Regions from separate parts of the Capra hircus genome. Here region 2 is linked to region 1. A link is a contact called in public Hi-C data. All regions are on one chromosome and are shown on one strand. The core of a region is the stretch at or near the end of the contact, and the rest is flanking DNA. Distances in the headings are between cores, read along the strand shown.

The links. A called contact is a pair of places that touch in the nucleus more often than the background predicts.
Region 2: a contact with region 1 is called in a Hi-C map of blood, with 4 times the contacts expected there. The contact joins the promoter of ERN1 here to the enhancer-like site in region 1. A contact is called at or near these places in 4 of 5 Hi-C or Micro-C datasets (blood and liver).

The regions. Positions count from the first base shown.
Region 1 is chr19:47,901,269-47,907,698 of ARS1.2, reverse strand. It overlaps ERN1 (serine/threonine-protein kinase/endoribonuclease IRE1), which reads left to right. Exons shown (of 22, transcript XM_018065355.1): 9 at 241-319; 10 at 1,550-1,715; 11 at 4,495-4,613. Among named protein-coding and RNA genes, the nearest start is that of TRNAG-UCC, 49 kb to the left of the region's middle. Within about 2 kb of position 1,733, at least 2 of the 5 cell types and tissues checked have an H3K27ac peak or open chromatin away from gene starts, as enhancers often do.
Region 2 is chr19:47,959,413-47,966,330 of ARS1.2, reverse strand. It overlaps ERN1 (serine/threonine-protein kinase/endoribonuclease IRE1), which reads left to right and starts at 1,348. Exons shown (of 22, transcript XM_018065355.1): 1 at 1,348-1,568. The coding sequence starts at 1,521.

The sequences.
Region 1 (6,430 bases), core at 484-2,983:
AACCCGGGCTGCAGGCAGGTGGCCCGGCAAAGGCATCAGTGACATCAGGGCTCGTGGTCCCGCTCTCCTCGGGCCCAGGGCAGTTCCCTTGCCTCCCACCCTCTCCACGCTCAGAGCTTGGGGCTTCGTGTGCCTCTTCCTGGGGGTGGTAGTCAGGGCTGTGACTCTCTCCTGAAAGCCCCCTTTGGTGGGTCCAGAGATCAAATGACAGTGGCCTGCACGTGTCTGTTTGTCTCCTAGGCCCACCCTGTATGTGGGGAAATACTCCACCAGCCTCTATGCCTCCCCCTCGATGGTACACGAGGGCGTCGCCGTTGTGGTAAGTCCACTCTGGGGGCTGGGGGGTGGGGCTCACGGAGGCAACCTCAACGCACTCCTGTTCCATTTCAGCAAAGAACAGCTGAATGATACGCCAACATCCTGTTAAGGACACAAGACACGCATCCTAAATCCTCAGAGATAATTTGTGCACGTGCCGCGTTCTGCCTCATGAGCAGAGTCTTGTGACTGAGGCAGCCGCCTGGGCCTGGGAAGCCCCGGTTGCTCCCCTTGGCGTTTGGATTCCAGTCTAGACTCCCCAGCTGGGGTTCAGGCCCCCCGCAGGCCCACCCCGCAGTGCCCGTCCACCCCACAGCTGGTGTCACGGTGGGGGCTGCACTGCCCCTCTCCTCCCTGAGTTCCGAGAGTTTCCAGTCCATCTTTCTCAGCCCTTCTTCGGGCTGCGCCTCACACTTGGATTGTACTCCTGTCTTCCCTTTTCCTCCTTAAATCCTGGGCGTCCTTTGGTGACTGGTCCAGCCTCCTCCAGCCTTGCCAGGTCGCCTCAAGCGCCCTGTCTCTGAGAGTCTGAGGCATCACCGTCCGGGCTGCTGTTTTGGTCCTTACGGTGTTTGAGCTGTTTGGTTGGTGTCTCCTGTCTTCCCAGCGAGTCTGTCAGCTGCTCAGGGCAGGGCCTGCCAGGGTCCAGTGGTGCCCGAGCCAGCACTGGGCTCGCAGCTGGAACATTCGCACCCCGGTCACTTGTACCATGTGTGAATTCCATCAGTTATATCTGCTTCTCACAGTACCCTCGTGGAATTCCACACACACCCTTCCTGTTTCCCTGTTCCCAGATTTAGAGAGATGTCCGCATTTCAAAAGACGTCCAAGGAACTTCCCTGGAGTCCCAGTGGTTACGACTCCATACTTCCCCTGCAGGGGAACAGGTTCGATCCCTGGCCCAGGAACTAAGATCCCACATGCCGCACAGTGTGGCATAAATAAGTAAATAAATAAATAGAAAGACAGCCAAATTTTAAAAGACATCAGGGCAGCGTTGTCACACCCTGGGGGAAGGGCTGCTCCTGCCCCATCTTGGGGCCTTTGAGTCCTGCTCCGCCTTCCCAGAGTTGGTGATGGACAGGGAAGCCTGGCGTGCTGCAGTCCATGGGGTCAGAAAGAGTTGGATACAACTGAGCGGCTGAACTGAACTGCCTTCCCAACCAGCCTTGCACGGGAATACTGCTGTCCTACCGGCCACCCCTAGCCCCACTCCGGTCTGTCTTCACAGCCCCGGGGCAGCACCCTTCCTTTGCTGGAAGGCCCCCAGACCGACGGTGTCACCATCGGGGACAAAGGGGAGTGTGTGATCACGCCCAGCACGGACCTGAAGTTCGACCCCAGGCTCAAAGGAAAGAGCAAGCTCAACTACCTGCGGAACTACTGGCTGCTCATTGGTAAGTCAGCTCCTCGGGGCGCCGACGATGACCTGCTGCCTCCTTGTGGCCAAGAGACAACATTACCAGTCACAGCCCTCAGCTCTGTGCTCCGAGCCTGTCCACGTTGGTTTTTCAGACCGTGGACTATTTTAACCCCAAGGAAAACAAAACAGTCTAGCTGTATTACCAAGTCAGTTCTCAGAAATCATTTGACTAATGTTCCAAAATCCCAGTACTAAATATTACAAGCTCTGTGCAGTGATCTGACGCATGTTGGATGTCTGTGCCAGGCACTTTCGAGTATTTCCTTATTTCCCACAAATGACCCCTTTGCAAGGTCAGCACCCTTGTTATATCCAGTTAAGAGTCAAGGAAGCAGGCATCCTTTGTGGAAGAATTCACTTGGGAGTTGGTGTGGGCGACCAGGGGGGAGTGGGAGAGGAATGAGTGAGTTGAAGACCCAGGAGGGACTGAGGCTGGAAGAGAGTCAGAGGCTGGACTGAGGTCCAGGAGCCGCAGCAGGCAGAAGTCCCGGGGGTGTGGGATGGCCCCTTTCCCCTTCTCTTCTATTTCTGCTGCCATCCCTGCTGGTCCCCAGGCTGGAGGCCCCTGTGAGGACGGCAGAGGTGACAGGAGCTGTTGGCGAGCATCCCAAGTAACTAGAGCAAGACGGAGTTTTCTTAATCGGATTTGCCCTTCCTGTGTGGCATCTACTCCCCGATCCTGCCATCTCCAAGCCCTAGAGGGAGTGCAGTACAGAGGCTGATGAGCTTTCTCCCCACCGTTCTCCCCTAGCGCTCGTGCGGGCTGGGGCCAGAGCAGAGAGAGGTTAGGCCTGGGGTGCCGGGAACGGGAGGTGGAGCCGCCGAGGAGCCTGCACACCCGAGAGGCAGCCAGGCAGTGGCATCTGGGTGGGGGTTACGCTAGTTACTTGGGACGCCCGCCAGAGACGCAGCTTCTGTCACCTCTGCCTTCTTTGGTCACACTCGCTGCCTTCGGGTGTCATCTCTCCCTTTACACACCAAAGGGGCGTAACTGGGCATCACAGAGAGGGAGCGAGATGTCCTAGAGCCCCCATGGGTCCCTTTGCCGTCGTCCAGGCCTTGCTGTTCTTTGTTCATCCTGACTCCTTGTTCCATTCTTCTTCTGGTTATTATTTTTACCAAATAATGAGCATAGGAGATAACAAAATAATTCTACCCTTTTTCCTGAACAGATGTAGTTTGGAAAGCATGTTGTGAATGGGCCCAAAGCAGAGGAAAAAAAGAACTGATGGGCAGAGGCCGTTAAAATCACAGGGCCACTTGGTTTTATGTAGCAGTTACGGGTTGCATTGACTGTCTACCAGTGGTTAAGAATGAAAAAATTATTGGAAACTGGGCTTCCCTGTGGGTCCAGTGGTTGAGAATCTGCCTGCTAATGCAGGGGACACGGGTTTGACCCCTGCCCCAGAAAGACCCCACGTACGTCGGGGCCGCTAAACCCACGAGCCACAGCTGCTAGGGCCCTGCGCTTAGGGCCTGTACTCTGCAGCAGGAGAACCCATCCCGGGAGAAGCCCACACACTGCCTCTGGTCCCACAGCTAGAGAAAGCCCAAGTGTAGCAGCAAAGACCCAGCCCAGCCAGAGGTGAAATTAAGAAAAGCGACTGGAAACTGAGGAAATATGTATATGAGACCATGAAAGATCCAGAAAAAAAGGCTTCATGGCTCTTTTGGAAAAACAGAAGACCAGGTCTTGTTTGCGCAGAAGTGTTTCAGGATCTCACAGTCACGGTTGTAGCACAACGGGTTCAGAGTGCCCTCCATGATGCTGCTAAAGGCTCCGCTAGGGGAAGGCCTGTTTATAAGGCCTGTGGGCAGAAGAGGGGATTTGGGCTCACCAGTGTGTTGGGAGGTGCCCGGCCAAGGGGCAGGGCTTGGAACCAGGAGAGCAGCAGGCAGAGCGCCATAGCACAGGGTGGCATGTGTGGAGGGGCAGCCTCACTCCTCTTAGCTTGAGGGTCTCCTGTTCCCGAGCCTCAGAGGTACCTGGAGACACTCCCGGGTCAGATCCCTGGGCCCCACTGGCAAGTGTGAGTCAGAGGTCTGAAGCAGGCAGCCCGTTCAGGAAATCCTGCATCTCGGTGTTCCTTGAAAGATGAGGGGAACTTGATGTCTCAAAACAAACCTAGGCTTCCCTTAATAAGCAGTGTTGACGGTGTAGATAGAGAACTGACCTAGAGGGAGAGTTCAAGGGGATTTCTCCAAATGAGAAGTATACATAGCTCAGACTAGTCCTTGGGGGTTTCCCTGGGGCTCAGATGGTAAAGAACCCACCTGCAATGCAGGAGACCCGAGTTCAATCCTTGAGTCAGGAAGATCCCCTGGAGAAGGGAATGGCAATCCAAGAATCCAGGTATTCTTGCCTGGAGAATCCCATGGACAGAGGAACCTGGCGGGCTGTAGTCCATGGGATTATAAAGAGTTGGACATAACTGAGCACACACTCGCGCGCGTGCACACACTTGTGCCTTGCTCTGAGTGTGTCCTGGACATCGCAGTCCTTCTCATGACAGGGCCACATCTTTGCTCCTTATTGTGAGATTCAGAATACTGCATTCATGGCCTTCGAAGGTAAAAGCTCTGTCTTGGTGGAGTTCCTCCAGTCCCTAGCTCTCACCTTCTCTGCCTTTACACACGTGAGCACTTGCATCACAGGCCCCTCTCTGGGTGGCAACTGATGTCTCAGTTGAGTGTCAAGTGCGACCACCACGTGGGGAAACCATTCTCATTAGAGGCCATGCTTCCTCTTGCAGGACACCACGAAACCCCACTGTCGGCGTCCACCAAAATGCTGGAGCGCTTCCCCAACAACCTGCCCAAACACCGGGAGAACGTGATTCCTGCCGACTCGGAGAAGAAGAGCTTTGAGAAGGTGAGTGGGGACGTGGACAGTTGGTCACCGGGCCCCGAGTCAGAGGCTGGGCAATAAGGCATTTGTCCTGCCTTTAGGGCCTGCAGTCCACTCAGGAGGGGCAGGGGTACAGGAGAATCCACAGCAAAGTGCTGAGGGCCGACAGTGGGAGGGGGCCTGTGGGAGAGGCGGTGGGCGCGCTGGAGGGACGCAGGTGGAGGTGCAGGCCCGGAGCAGGCCCGGAGCAGGGTTAACCCTGTGCGTCCGTCTCTGGGGCTGAGGAGACAGCCTGATGGGATTGTAGGATGCCCGGCAGGCAGCCGTGGGAGACATGGTCAGGTGACTGCACAGGAGCCGTGCTCTAGGCCGGGCAGTGAGGGGAGAGCTGGCCAAGAGAGCAGGTGGGAGACTGAGGTGCTCTCTGGCCAGGCCTGGCCTGCTCTGGCCTCTCGGTCTGGCAGGTACCCAGGGCGCCTGCTGAGTGGGTGTGGGCACTCGGGAAGCCCGCCCGACTCGGCCCAGGTCGCCCTCCTGAGCCCGGGGAAATGAAGCCTGCTTTCAGGGTCTCAGCCAGAAGCAGACGACCACCCAAACTAGGATGACTCCAGGGGGATTTCCTTCACTCCATGGGCAGTTCTGGGGTGCTCAGGGCATACTTGAGCCTGAAGCCAGTGGGGAGGGAGTGGAGCCTGGAGCTCCAGCAAAGACACTGGGCAGCCCCACAGAACTCCAGCCCCATCTCATCTGCTGGTGGAAGCCAGGGAGCGGGGAGACCATCGCCTCACCCATGTGCATAGCCTCTGGGGCACAGAGCAGGTGTGGAGGCTGCAGGAGGGTGGGAGCTGGGGGTCGGGGTCCAGAGGCCATTCGGGCTTGGTGGATACTGCAGCCCTGCCGGTGGGGGTCCTATGACTGAGAAGGGCCTGTGGGCAGGGCCAGAGAAAGAGGGGAGTAACTGGCTGATGTGGGGGGAGGGCTGTGATCATATCAAATTCACGTTAGAGATTTAGATTTTTATCCAGAGGGAAACGGAAAGAAAATCACGTGGACGTTTAAGATTCTGGAACGTGCTGAGTTGTCCCTCGTCTCTGGAGGCAGCCAGGTTGGAGGGGGATCAGGGCCCTAAAATCTGGATCTGATTTTGATCTGAGTAAAGCCTAGCATATTTGTTATTAAACACCTAGAAAACAAAAGTTTAAAAAGAAAATTAAACAATACCCTTAATCTAACACTCAGAGATGGCTGTCATGGAGATTTTCCTATATAATCGTTCCATCTTGAGCAAAGAGTCCTCTGAAACTCCATTAAAATACTCTGGCAGGCATTTGTCTGGTATTAAGACTGAAAGAGACAGGAACACCAGACCCCCTGACCTGCCTCTTGAGAAACCTGTATGCAGGTCAGGAAGCAACAGTTAGAACTGGACATGGAGCAATAGACTGGTTCCAAATAGGAAAAGGAGTACGTCAAGGCTGTATATTGTCACCCTGCTTATTTAACTTATATGCAGAGTACATCATGAGAAACGCTGGACTGGAAGAAACACAAGCTGGAATCAAGATTGCCAGGAGAAATATCAATAACCTCAGATATGCAGATGACACCACCCTTATGGCAGAAAGTGAAGAGGAACTAAAAAGCCTCTTGATGAAAGTGAAAAAGGAGAGTGAAAATGTTAGCTTAAAGCTCAACATTCAGAAAACGAAGATCATGGCATCCGGTCCCATCACGTCATGGGAAGTAGATGGGGAAACAGTGGAAACAGTGTCAGACTTTATTTTGGGGGGCTCCAAAATCACTGCAGATGGTGACTGCAGCCATGAAATTAAAAGACGCTT
Region 2 (6,918 bases), core at 99-2,598, 59 kb before region 1:
TATATATCCAGACCAGACATCTGGTCAGTCCTCCACTACTTTTTTTTTTTTTAAACTGAAGTACACTCTGGGAGATAGTGAAGGCCAGGGAAGCCTGGTGTGCTGCAGTCCATGGGTCACAAAGAGCTGGACATGACTGGGTGACTAAACAACAATAATTTAAGTACAGTTGATTTACAGTGTTGTGTTAGTTTTAGGTATACAGCAAAGTGATTCATATGTGTGTGTGTGTACTTCAGATTCTTTTCCATTATAGGTTATTACAAGATATTGAACACAATCCCAACTACTTCTTTATTTTCCCTAGCATTGCTTACTTGTTTCCCCTAAACCCTGAAAAATCTTGGACTGTCATATGAACAAGTCAAGAAAAATTAGAGAAGTCACTATCCTTGTTTTCTTCTTCTCCTAGAATATAGAAATATGTTTCCAACCTCTCTCTTGTTACAATGTCCTCTCTCCCAGTTTTCACCTATATAAGTGGAGGGCAGCATGGGACCCAGTGACCAAACAGCTTCCAGGCTCTTTAAATGAGGCTAAGAGCCCATAGCCTTCAAATGGACCTTGTACTAGTCCTCAACAAACCCACTTTCTCCAAGCTTGACACATGTCAAGCTTCACAAGGTCACATCTACAAATGCCACATAAACACACATGACACCAGCAGCCAAAAATGGTTTCTTTGTTTGTAATTTTTGGCCAATGACTTGGCCATGGTTATACCAAAGGGAATTGGTGGCTGTTGGATATGATTTGAAGGGGAATTCCTGAGGGCAAAGAAAGGGAAGAAAAGGACCTTTGGGTTAACTGAGGCGCAAGTGGAGGGCACCAGGGATGCGAACTCAGCAATAGCCACGCGCAGAGCAGAAACGTCGGGTTTGCAGGAATCCCCTGCCAGCTGCCTGCCTTCGCTCAGGAGACCACCGACGATCCCACTACGGCGGGGCTCTAGACTCAAGGCACCGCCTGTCTCCTGGCCTTTCCTGATCCAGCCTGACGCAGAGGGTCCCTAGACGGAGGTCAGTGGGACCGCCTGGGGCAGGGAATGGGCCCACTTGGCCGGGTTACCGGCCTCCACTTGCCTCAGACAAGTTCTTTGCCTCGTTCACTCAGCTCCCCTAGATGCCCAACACAGAGGCCTGCTCCTCTTCTCCCGCCGCCGCGGCCAAGGGACCCAGGGCCAGCTGGAGGCCTTTGGCACCGCCTATAACCCCGCCCCCCGCGACAACCCCGCCCAGACCAGCCCAATCCCCGCCCCGAACCAGGGCCCCGCCCAATCCCAGGCCCGCCTCTAGGTCGGCCCCGCCTCCGGCCCCGCCCCGACCGGAAGAAGCGCCGGCGCCCGGCACTTATAGGGCCGGGAATGGGGGTGCTGCCACCGCCTAGTCAGCGCTGCGTCCCCTGAGTCCCGGCCGCCGCCGCTCTGTCGTCGCGACGCCCCCGCCCCGTCCTCTGCCCGCCTGCCCGCACCGCCCCCCTGGAGCCGGCCGGCCGGCCAGGAGCCAGGCCGAGTCCTCGCCATGCTTGTTCGATTGCTGCTGCTGGCATTGCTGTTACCCGGCCCCGGGGTGAGTGACCGGGAAGCTTGGGGTGGGGGACAGCGCGGCACGGGCTGGGGTCCGAGCCGGGAACGCGGCGGCTTGCGGCGGCGGCGGCCCCAGGCTCCGTGCGCCCGCCGGGGCGGAGGCGACGCTGGGCGTGGAGAGGCGGCCTCCTGACCGGCTCGAGTGGCGGCCACGGCCGGCCCCGCCAAGGCGTCCGCCACCCATGGGCCTCGCTGGCCGGCGCGGCTGTCACGAGCAGCGCCTCCCGGGCCGCGTGCTCTCCGACGCAACTTTGTGTCGCCCTGGCGGCACCTCAGGGTGTCCAGAAGGCCCGGGGCCCTTGGGAGGCCGTCCCACCTGTCGGACCCTTTCCACAGGTGGGAGCCGGCTTGGCCTGGCGGTGGCCGCGGAGGGAGGGCAGGAAGGGCCCTGTGGCCAAGGGGAAGGGAATGTCTTGCGTTTATAATCCTCACTTGAACTTTCCAAAATGCGAAAACTTTGGAAAACAAATGCCACTGAAAGTGGCTAAGCATTCTTTCCCCAAGAGTTTGATTCTGCTTACCTGCCTTGCAGGTTTCTTGGTATTGGAGGCAGCGGGCTTCCTTTGGGGGCAGCAAGACTTCCTTAAAGCAGGTTAAGCGGTGGGAATGGGACTCGTTTTTAAAAACCCCATATGGGACAGCGGTGAGGCTGCTCCTAAACTTTAAACGACAGACTGTCTCCTCGTGGGAGAACACCGCGGGGCTGTCCGAAACGTCTTTTCATCTTTTTTTTTTTTTTTCTTTTTTCTCTGTAGAGAAGAGCCTGGTTTACATTTATTTAACGATTTCAGGCCTTCTGTCAGGCTGTGGACTCGGACACCTTGGCTGGGAGGACATTTTGTGGACAAACTCGGCTTTTTTTTTCCCCCTTCTGGTTAGAAGAACCTAATTTAGGTGTTTTTTTTTTTTTTTAATGTATTGTTCAGGATGTGGGCATGGCACACTGGAGCAGGTTCTATTTAATGACCTCTACTTTGTACTCTTTAATATGGTGTATCAGGTACTAGGTGTTCAGGTGAAGAATGGACGTGTGTGTCCCTGAGTGCCATAGCGTGAACTCTTTGGAGGTTATGTATTTTAGGTAAATACTAGTCTGTGCTCTTGGGGTAGGTAACAAGAATTTGGAAATAGCTGAAGAAGTAGGAGGCCATTTTTTTTCAAATTAAAGTTCTTTTTTTTGTTTTTGTACACACTCGGCAAAAGTCATGGAAGTTAAGTTTTCCTTCTGGTTGAGGAAAAAAATCCACTTTCTCAACAGGAGTCAGGTTTTGAACTTGAACATTTCATCTTGGATTGGATAATTGGTGCCTGGCATCCGTTCACAAAAAAGAGGGTAAAGAGAATGACCAAAGTGTATGACATGGAAACCAATCATTCCATATCATCACTGTGTATCTGGTTTTCTCTGCCACCTCTTTTCATTTACTGTTCTGTCACTGGATTCTAGTGTTTCAGTTATTGAAAAACTTTGGCTAAAGAACCAAAAATAACTGTAGCCTTTAACTGGGACTATAGTTTCAGTTCATGTAAATATTTCCAACTTGTATTGAGAATCCAAAATTCCCAGAGTTCTTGGTAAAAGAGTTCAGACCCTTTATCAAAAAGTTATGCTTGAGTGTAACAGCTCTTTAGGGAAAAGGTCAGAATTTCACTCCCAGAATCACCTACCCGTAAAAATTTCGATCCCCAAACATAGTGGGAATTGTTATTTTTTTTTAATCTTTTTTTTCCTTTAGTTAACTTTTGGCTGTGCTGGGTCTTCGTTGCTGTGCTCGAGCGTCTCGTTGCAGTGGCTTCTCTTGTTGCGGAGCACTGGCTCAGTAGTGGTGGTACACGGGCTTAGCTGCTCTGTGGCACGTGGGATCTTCTCAGACCAGGATTGAACCCGTGTTCCCTGCATCGGCAGGTGGACTCTTATCCACTGCACCAGCAGAGAATCCAGGAATTATTATTTTGAAGTTCTAAATGCAGAGTTTACAGTTAAACTAGGCTGCAGTGATGTTCCGTGCAGAATGTAGAGCTGTAAAATCAGACAAACCTGAGTGCTTTCCCGTCCCTTGGTAGCTGTGTCCTCAGAGTCTTTGAGACTCTGTTTCCTGACCTGTGAAATGGGGACAGCTGACACACTCACATGTGTGATGAGACCTGGCAGATCACATTAGATAATAATGTAAATTCTCCTTGCCATCCCATCCCCCAGAAGGTGTTTTTTACTCGTAAGTCATCATTTTAAAATATTATACAGTGCCTGGGCAGGGGATATTTTTTTGATGCTGTTTCTTTTTGACTGATGAAGTAACTAGTGCAGTGGAGGCAATATTGTGGTTCCCCTTCAGTGTGTGTCTTAGCCAGACGTCGACAAGCCGAGACTCTAGGCTACTGGACCTAAAATGCAGCTACGTCGGTGTTTCTAAGCACCCAAGCCTGTCTTGTTAATCCAGAAGGTGCTTTATTCAGTGAGTTTCCTCCTCCTTCCTGGACCTGGATCTTGTGCCTAATGTTGGTTTGTGGTGCATCGTTGCTATCACATCACTGCTGCCCTGTGGTCCTCATTGTGCCACGTCTGGGTGTCACTTCTCTCAGTACCAAAGAGATCTGTGGAATGCGAGGCAGGGCACCTTCTTCAGGGTACTTTAGGATATGCGATCTCTTTTATTGAGCTGATGTTTGGGTTTTAGAGGGGACTAAACAAGGTCCCGGAGAAGTGTCCACAAAAACACACTGAGACGTTAAGTCTTACTAGAAATGGCCTTGCTTCTTTATTCTGATACTTATTACCTGCATGAATTATCCTCATAGGAGGTCTCAAGTATTTATACGGTGGAGGAGAGTGTTTCCTGAAGCTCACGTTCAAGACTGCTGATCGTGAAATTAGACTGTAATGTGCATTTGTCTGTTTTGTTTCTGTAACTTGCATGCCCACGTGGCTCTCCACAGTGATACAACTTCTAAAATCACAGGAGAAAATGTGTATGAGAGTGATCCTTGAGAAAGTTTGATGGTAAACCATATTCCTGAATATAAAAACCAGTGAGCCACATAAAGGTTTCCTCCTGTCTGAGCCGAATAGTAGCACCTGCATGGGCCTCTTGGGAATATAGTTTTTTGCCTACCTTTGATGGCAACTCTGTTTTCCAGGTTGAATACTCAGGATAACTATTTCATTTTCATTGGAAACCTCTTTGTTTTGGGGAATCCACAGTAATATTTAGGTTTAATACTGTGTGTGTTTTATCATGATCAAATGTTTTCCCGAAAGAGATGATATGGGGAGAAAAGCCTAATGTATCATTTTGATGGATTCCGTTTTTATTATGCACGCATAACTCAGGGCCCGTAACCTAGCAATATGATTAGAATGTGATGCTGGCTTAAAAAACAGGGACAGTGAATCATAGTCTGTGAATAATAAACATGCTGGTTGGCTGTATTTCTCAGGGGCTGGGGATTTTTTTCCCCCCCTTATTTTATCTTTACCTATATTCCATGTTTGGTTTCAGAGTTTGCTGCCTCAGAGCAACAAGTGCTTAGAGATATTTAAGTGAGTGAGTGCACCAGAACACACGTGGACTGGGAAAAGTAGAGCTTGAGACCCGCCCTCCCCTCAAACACCAAAGTCCCAAGGTCCTTGCATACATGACTTTAACAATTTTTCACTTTTACACAGGCTCTGCATCACTTCTGATTATCTTATGATCTCTGTTCACGTACAAACACACAGCAAATCGAACAGTATAAGAGGGTTTGGTATTTTTGTTCAGTTTTTTTTTTTCCCACCAGACGTCTCCTGTGACCTGTTAGGAAGTATTCTGAGTGCACCACTGTGTCTGTGACTTTCAGTAGCACCTTAGTAAACTATCATCCACGCAAAAAGCATTTGAGCCATCTGTGTCAGCCTCAGGATAGGGACGGGGGTCAAAACTGACCAGGGCTAATGTGGTAACAAGCCATGCTTTGCCTAGTGATCACCCTACTGGGGTCATATGGGTTGCTTTCCAGTTATTCCACTATTGTAAGAAAGGTATATTTCCTTTTCTTCCAATCTTTTGTGTTTGGTGCTTTCTGTATAATAACATGGGAAGATTTGGGAAAACCTCTCAAGTAATCATATTTATGGTAAAAAGAAGAGTTAGAAATGTAGATAGTCTAAATTTAAAAAATAAACACAATAAACCTATAATTATATTACGCAAACATTATTTCTGTTAACATTTTAACAGCTTTCAGTTCAGCTCAGCAGTGTCTGACTCTTTGTGACCCCATGGACTGCAGCACTCCAGGCTTCCCTATCCATCACCAACTCCTGGAGCTTGCTCAAACTCAGGTCCATCGAGTCAGTGATGCCATCCAGCCATCTCTGTCATTCCTTTGAGCTGTAATTCACATGTCATAAAATTCACTCGTTTAAAATATACAGTTCATATTTTTAGTGTATTCACAGAAATGTGCAGCCATCACCACAGTTTTATGTTATTTTCGTCATTCCTGAAAGGAACTCCGTACCTGTTAACCCCATATCCCCCAAGCCTCCCAGCCCCCAGTAACCACTGATCTCCATTTGTCTCTATAGATTTGCCTATTCTGGACATTCCGTATTAATAGAATCATTCCACATGTGGTCTTTCATGTCTGGCTTCTTTCACTTTGCGTAACATTTTCAGGGTTCATCCGTCTTCTGGCCTGTATCAGTGCTTTTCCCCATTTTATTGATGAATGATATTCCGTGAGGACTTGCCTAGTGGCTCAGTGGTAAGGAATCCACCTGCAATGCCCAGATGTGTTTGATCCCTTGGTGGGGAAGATCCCCTGGAGAAGGAAATGGCAGCTCACTCCAGCCGGGCTACAGTCCACGGGGTGGAAAAGAGTCAGACAGGACTTGGTGACTAAACAACAATATTTCATTATGTGGATATCCCCCATTTTGTACATCCATTCTTCATTTGATGGACATGGGTTGTTTCCCCTTTTTGGCTATTATGAATAATGCTGCCGTGAGTGTTTAGGTACAAATTTTTGAATGGCTGTGTATTTTTTATTTTTCTTGGGTATATACTAAAGAGTGGGATTTCTAGATCATGTTGTAACTTTCTGTCTAACCTTTTGAGGAACTGGCAAACCATTTGCCAAAGCAACTGCACTAGTTTACATTGCCACCTGCAGTTTAGGAGGGCTTCAGTTTCTCACCAACACTTAATATCTGTCTTTTTTTTTTTTTAAATTATAGTTGTTCTAGTGGGTGTGAAGTCATAACTCCTTATGGTTTTGGTTTGCATTTCTCTGATGACTAGTCTATTAATATCTTGATATATGTCCTTCTGGACATTTTTATGTGC